Regions from separate parts of the Dromaius novaehollandiae genome. Here region 1 is linked to region 2. The links are chromatin contacts, called in public Hi-C maps. All regions are on one chromosome and are shown on one strand. Each heading gives the region's core, a stretch centred on a gene start, on an enhancer-like site or on the middle of the called end of the contact. The rest is flanking DNA. Distances are from core to core; before and after follow the strand shown. Region 1 holds the start of DGKD (diacylglycerol kinase delta). Region 2 overlaps DGKD (diacylglycerol kinase delta).

Region 1 (3,474 bases), core at 562-3,061, 35 kb before region 2:
AGTGGTTAAATCAGTGCTTTTGAATTAGCTTAGAAAAGCAGTTTCAGACATTTGACCATTAGCTTAGCCCTGCGTTGGCCTGTTTGCTCACTTGCCCAGAGAGGGAGTGAACGCTTTCTGCTGGCTCCTTCATCTTCTCTTTCTGCGAGCCAGGCTGGCCTTTTATTCCCCTGCTCTTTAGTCAACAGATGCTGACCTTTGTCAGCAGAAAAGAGGTCTTTAGCTGGAACTGTTTGCCTTTTATCTTTCCTTTCTTCTGGTTCTGATGTTACACGATCCTCTAAGAAGTCAGACCTGTAGCCTGCTAGTCATATTTACAGCTGGAAGAGAGTAATCCAATTTCCTGACCCTCTGCCTTTGATGTGGTGGGAGCCCATTTATAGAACAGGCCCCCAGCCCGCGGAGAGTGATAAGGCCCGAAAATGATAGCATCTATGAAACTGCCTATTTTGAGCAGGACTTGCATCAAATATATCGCCTCAGTGCTTAAGCTGTCTGCTGAAGGTACAAGTTTGGTGACAAATGCTTTTTTTCCCATCTGTCTCCATGAAATCCCAGCTACGTAGCTGTAGCTATGGGATACTATAAACCAGGCAGCTCTCCGAAGGCAGCTTCTCCTGCCTTTCCCGGGGATCCGGGCGTTAGAGAGACAAGTGCTTCAGGGCCGAGTTACCTAATGCTAACAGTACTAATGAGAAATGGCGTGTGGAAAGGCTGAGTCAGGCAAGAATGTTTCTGTATTGAAAAATAAAGTGTTATTTGGCATCAGGAACCTGCTTTGACTGTGAGTAGGTGGGAGACAAGAAAAGCCAATTGCTCTCACTTAGCAGTGTCTGATTAAACAGATACTAAAGTCAGATTGTCAGGGGCCGGTGGACTGTAAGACATAGTGGGTGGAAAGTACCTTTTTTTGCAGGAGGCTGATTAAAACAGATCCTAACTAGGGGCAGAAAGGAAGCACTCTAACTTGCCCCTACATGATTTACCCTACAGTATTTTATTAAAAACAGTGGAAGAATTGACGAGTGGAAACAACCCCAAGAATCAAGGAGAGATCCCAGCTTTTTGGCTCACCTCATCGAAGCTCTAAGCTGAAATGCTTTATTTGGCCCCTAATAAAGACACCATGGTGTTTGGACCAAGCAGGACACAGGGTGAACAATGCTGTGGTGAGATGGCTTATTTCAGTTTGCAACGAAACTTGCTTAGGCTCATGCAAAGCTTTAATATCATTCCAAGGGCTGCATTACTTTCCTGTATGCAAAAGCCATAAACTCAGATGGGGGAACAATCCTGCAGGAACCTGACTGAAAAGGCTGCAAGAGCTCGGCTTGCGAGGGCTGAGAGCGTCCCTCAGGCCGCAGCGACGAGAGGTGGACTGCCCTCGCCGCACCAAGCCCGGCGCCCCCCATCCCTGGTGCAACCGGACATATTTGTGCTTCACAAATGATGCTCTCCTGTAAACGCTGGTGTTTCCACAAAACAGAGCGGTTACGGTTTCTCCAGTGAGCAGCGCAGGGGAGAAACGGCTTAGTGGGTAGCGGGGGGGGGGGGGGGGACGGACGACACGGCCAGAGTGCCTGAAGGGCCGCGCTCGCCCCCAACGGCTGCCCCCAACGGCTGCCCCCAACGGCTGCCCCCAACGGCTGCCCCCAACGGCTGCCCCCAACGGCTGCCCCCAACGGCTGCCCCCAACGGCTCGCGGGGCGGGGCGGGGCGCGGCCGCCGCCAGGGGGTGCCGCCGCCGCCGCGCGCGGGCGGCTGCAGCGCGCGGCGCACGGCGGGAGAGGGCGCCGGTAGCGCCGCGCCGCCCCGCTCGGCTCCGCTCGGCTCCGCTCCGCTCGGCGCCGCTGCGCTCGGTGCAGCATGGCGGCGGCGGGCGCCGCGCAGCCCCAGCCCCAGGCCGGGGCGGTCGCCGCCGCCGCCGCCAGCGCCGCGGCGGACGAGTCGTCGGACAGCGAGCCGGAGCAGGAGCCGGGCTCCCCGCAGAAACTCATCCGCAAAGTCTCCACGTCCGGGCAGATCCGCCAGAAGGTGAGCGCGGCGGGCAGGGCCTCGGGCTCCGGCAGCGCTGCGGCCGGCTCTGCCGCTGCTGCTCCCTCCGCGCCGCCGCCTCCCCCTCCTCTCCCGGCCCGGCCTGCGTCGCCGCCGAGCCCCTCGCGCCCCCTCAGCCTTCCCCCCCCAACCGCCCCTCAGGGACCTGCCTGTGACCCTCCCCCCCCCAACCGCCCCTCAGGGACCTGCCTGTGACCCTCCCCCCCCCAACCGCCCCTCAGGGACCTGCCTGTGACCCTCCCCCCCCCCAAACCGCCCCTCAGGGACCTGCCTGTGACCCTCCCCCCCCCCAAACCGCCCCTCAGGGACCTGCCTGTGACCCTCCCTCCCCCCAACCGCCCCTCAGGGACCTGCCTGTGACCCTCCCCCCCCCAAACCGCCCCTCAGGGACCTGCCTGTGACCCTCCCTCCCCCCAAACCGCCCCTCAGGGACCTGCCTGTGACCCTCCCTCCCCCCAACCGCCCCTCAGGGACCTGCCTGTGACCCTCCCTCCCCCCAACCGCCCCTCAGGGATCTGCCGCACCCCTTCCCCCCCCCAAACCGCCCCTCAGGGACCTGCCTGTGATCCTCCCTCCCCCCAACCGCCCCTGAGGGACCTGCCTGTGACCCTCCCCCCCCCCAACCGCCCCTCAGGGACCTGCCTGTGACCCTCCCTCCCCCCAACCGCCCCTGAGGGATCTGCCGCACCCCTTCCCCCCCCCCCCCAAACCGCCCCTCAGGGACCTGCCTGTGACCCTTCTCTCCTTCCCTAACCGCCCCGAGGGACCTGCTGCACCCCTCCCCCCCGCAAAACCACCCCTCGGGGACCTGCCTGTGACCCCTCCCCCCCCCCAAACCGCCCCTCAGGGACCTGCTGGTGACTCCTCCCTCCCCAACCGCCCCTCAGGGACCTGTCAGCGGCCCTCTCCCCCCCAACCCCAAACCGCCCCTCAGGGACCTGCTGGTGACCCTTCCGCCCCCAACCGCCCCTCAGGGACTCGCCTGCAATCTCCCTGCAAACCACTCCTGGACATGCCAGCAACTCCCTCCAGCTGCCCTTCAGGGACCTGCTGGCCATCCTTCCCCCAAGCTACTCTTCAGGGATCTGCTAACAACCCATTCCCCAAAACATCCTTCGGGGCCTGCCAGCACCTCTACCTCCCCCCACCAACTACCCCTTAGGGATCTGCTAACAATCATTCTTCACCCCCCCCCCCCAAATGCTCCTCAGGGACCTGCACATCCCCCCCCACCCAGGCATGCTTTTCAGGGACCACCTTAACAAACTGCTTCTCAGGGGCCTGCCAACAACTGCCCCCTAAATGCCCTTCACGGGCTGTCAGCGACCCCCCCCCAACTGCCCCCCCCAACTGCTCGTAGGGGTTTCTGACAGGTCCCTGAAATGGAGCTTCCACCACTTGGCAGGTTTTCTCCCCAAG
Region 2 (3,304 bases), core at 334-2,833:
GCCAGTTTTAAAGTAGCAGAAGGTCATTTTACCGGGTTTGGACTTTCCATAGGGCACTGTTGTACGTACTGTCGTGTTTGCTCTTGAATGCGCAACTGTTCCTGGCTTTGCAACAAGGAAAGCGGGGCTTTTCTGCACTGTCTGAGCAGCTTATTTCAACTTGGGTTTACTTCCAGGGAAAAGGCTGCTTCCTCCTAGCAGGGCGTCAGAGATGCTGCAGGTTCATCTCTAACTTCACACTGATTTTAGCGGTACTCTGGTAGGTCTCTCTGTAGAGCAGCCTTTCTTACCTAGCTAAACTTCTGATGAAAATACATCTAACCTCCCATTTTTCCCAAGCAAAAAGGAAGACTCTCATGCTTTCCTTCTTTGTGAACAAATTTGGTCGGAATTGGAATTAAAGGAAACTTCAGGGGAGACTCCTTCAAAGTTTTGTTTTTACAAAACTGCAAATATTTATTTCTGTTTGTTTGCAGTTGGTATAGATCAGATCATTTAGTTCAAGATAGGCTGTTGCATACCGGAACTGCGTTTCTGGCTATGTAGGGCCACTCCTTGCTTTAGAAATGTATTTAGCTCCAGGCGTTATGTCTGCAACGTGGCTGTAGGGCTCCTTGCTAGGTGCTGGGGTAACGTTTGTGTAATTGCAGATGGATGCTGCGATCTGTCCTGTAAAAAGGAACATTTTGAAAATGGGAGAGCTTAAAGCAGAACTTTACAGGTGTATCTTTTTTGTTGACATTACACAGGCATTTCTAGGGAAGGCTGTGAGACACTGTATCAACAGGAAGTTTGATGTTCAACTTCAGAAGTGTTTATTTTTAATCTGTTTTATGAATCATAATGAGAGAAGTGGAAAACAGAGTGGCAAGCGGCAGTTAGCAGGGGTCATGTATTCAGGTGATGTGTGTATATTTTTGGTGTTGATTAACCAAACGTGGGACTGTAGTGCTTTGATTACACGCTGGCGAGAGCTGCACGGGCCTCGTGAACCTGACACGGTCCTAGTTTGTTGTAATCTGTTGCTTCAGATGGTGCAGCAGAATTTGCTGGAAAAGCAGATGATCGAGACAAGTTGTTGTGTACGAAATCCAGAGAGGCACAAGAGACTCTGGGCTGCTGGAAGTGTTAGAGTTGACATAGAGGTGGTTTTTTGTTTGGTTTTTTGTTTTGTTTTGCTTGTTTGTTTTTGGTTAATGGTGCTCAACCTTAATGCAGCTTTTCTTATACCCAGATCTTGCAAGCGCTTCCATATCGGTCTAATCGAAGGCAGTTGGATGGGAATCAGGACAGAGGTGTACACAAAGAGATAGTGGTAGTAAGCCAAGATAAGGAAACTCAGGTGTGGGCAAGAGAGACTGTTGTTTTAAGAAGAATAAATACTGGTTTATAGTCCAGTCTGGATCCCAGCTGAATGGAGAGGCAGGTCAAAGCGGGCAGCCCTGTGGACAGCAGACGTGGGCCTCTGAAGCCCAGGAGCTTTCATTTCTCTCTGCTGCCGCCGTCTGACAACGGGAGGGCGCCTGGCTGGCAGGCTGCGCAGACTTGTCCGCCTTTCCGGGCCGAGGGGAACTCCTGCCCCGTGCACGTCTGCTGCTCGTTTGTTAGAGCGCTCCACTGCACCGTTCATTCAGGGCAGCTAACACGTGTGAGTTAGCTCAGGGTAGAAACACGCTGAAGATAGAAGTTTTAATGAAAGGCAAACTAGCCACGATCCCAGGCTGCTAGTGGAGCATATGTTGGAATCTCTTTTATGTAATAAACTTAGAATAAGCATTCAGGAGATGGGTTAAAATACGGTAATTTCTCTTCTAGATTATTTATTTGGTTTGATTTTTTTTTTTTTCTTTTTCCCTGCTAGTCCTGACTCTAAATGGTAGGGTTTTAATCTGCTGGTATGGGCGGTGAGAAGAGTGGGAGTCTCGAGAGAGTTTGGGTGGGCTGATCATTAAAGGCAATTACAGAGCATTAGAGTTTATGAACTCTTCAGTCACGCTATAGCTGCGTACGATACAGAATACTTAAGTCAAGAAACAACGTAGGTTAGGGAACACAAGCCAGCCTGCAAGGAAAACAGACCTTTTGGGTTATTCTTCTAACGAATTAGTCACTGATCTGATGAAACATCTGTTAATTTGTCTGCCAGTTTTAGGATATTTCTCTCTTAAATATTTAGTGCTGTGCAGTTTAATTTACCAAATATGTTATCTAATTTATTATTGGATAGAAATGAGTGTATTATATTGTTAACAAAATGTTTTAATATAGTTGCCAATGTTGCCAATTTAAAACATCATGAAGTACTTTATGGTTCTGTGCTTGATTTCTATGTTGTGCTCTTATTTGGCTATTCAGAGACATTTCCTAACTCAGGTCAATGTAGGGAATGAGAGAGAAAATCTCTGTGGTTCTGTAAACTTAGCAAAGGAATTCAGTTAGGTTATGATATAAAAGAAATACGGTTGAAAAGTGTAAATGACCTCTGTTGCAGCTCATTGCCTCTGAAAGTAGCTTCAATAGACTAGGTATGTAGTAACGTGTTCTCTCTCTCTCTCTCTCACTGACATGCCCAGAACACATGCGCTTAATTTTTTTCTTCCCCCTTCAGATTATCACTCCATGTCGGAAGCTCATTCTTTGTGCTGATAACAGAAAAGAGATGGAAGATTGGATTGCAGCACTGAAGACTGTACAGAACCGCGAACACTTTGAGGTAATGAGAAAACTTGCTCTTTTGCACTATGTGCACCATCTCCTAAATTATCACTTGTTTTATGAGATTAAGTCAGCTTCCAGTGAAGTTAATAGAAATCACTTTTATTGACTGTGATGGGTATGGCATTAGGCCTTCTGTAAAAACCATCCCAAATACACTGAAATGGTTCTCCAAAGAGTGCTTGTTACTGTGTACACTGTCCCTGGGGTAACTTTGAAAGCACTTTGCAGAGTGTGGGGAGGGTATGAAACACAGTTCTCTTTTTACTGCTCGGTTATCCTCCCTGTCCTACCTCATAGCTCGCTTGCTTGCTATTCTGCCTACCTCAGTGCTTCTGTTTGCTTCATGTGTACCCTGCCCTCTGTGGCTGTACTCACACCAGCGCTTTGACCTGTCACTGCCACCAGGAGCAGCTGTCTTGCATTCTCCCCACTCTGATGCCTGTCTCCCTCTTGTCCCCTCCCTTATGCTGGCACAAGCATTCCTGTGCTAGGGAATAAATCAGATTGCAGAACTGATCCTGCTGAAAACTAATGCAACCAAAAAAGGGAAAGGGAAGGATGAGCTCCCCAGCAGGTAAGTTTGTTT

The links. Hi-C and Micro-C count contacts between places; a contact is called where the count stands out from the background.
Region 1: a Hi-C map of blood shows a contact between it and region 2, with 1.7 times the contacts expected there. The contact joins the promoter of DGKD here to the enhancer-like site in region 2. A contact is called at or near these places in 3 of 4 Hi-C or Micro-C datasets (blood, brain and ovary).

The regions. Positions count from the first base shown.
Region 1 is chr9:28,267,376-28,270,849 of bDroNov1.hap1, reverse strand. It overlaps DGKD (diacylglycerol kinase delta), which reads left to right and starts at 1,811. Exons shown (of 29, transcript XM_064516988.1): 1 at 1,811-2,034. The coding sequence starts at 1,867.
Region 2 is chr9:28,232,785-28,236,088 of bDroNov1.hap1, reverse strand. It overlaps DGKD (diacylglycerol kinase delta), which reads left to right. Exons shown (of 29, transcript XM_064516988.1): 4 at 2,609-2,713. Among named protein-coding and RNA genes, the nearest start is that of DGKD, 35 kb to the left of the region's middle. Within about 2 kb of position 1,583, at least 1 of the 2 cell types and tissues checked has open chromatin away from gene starts, as enhancers often do.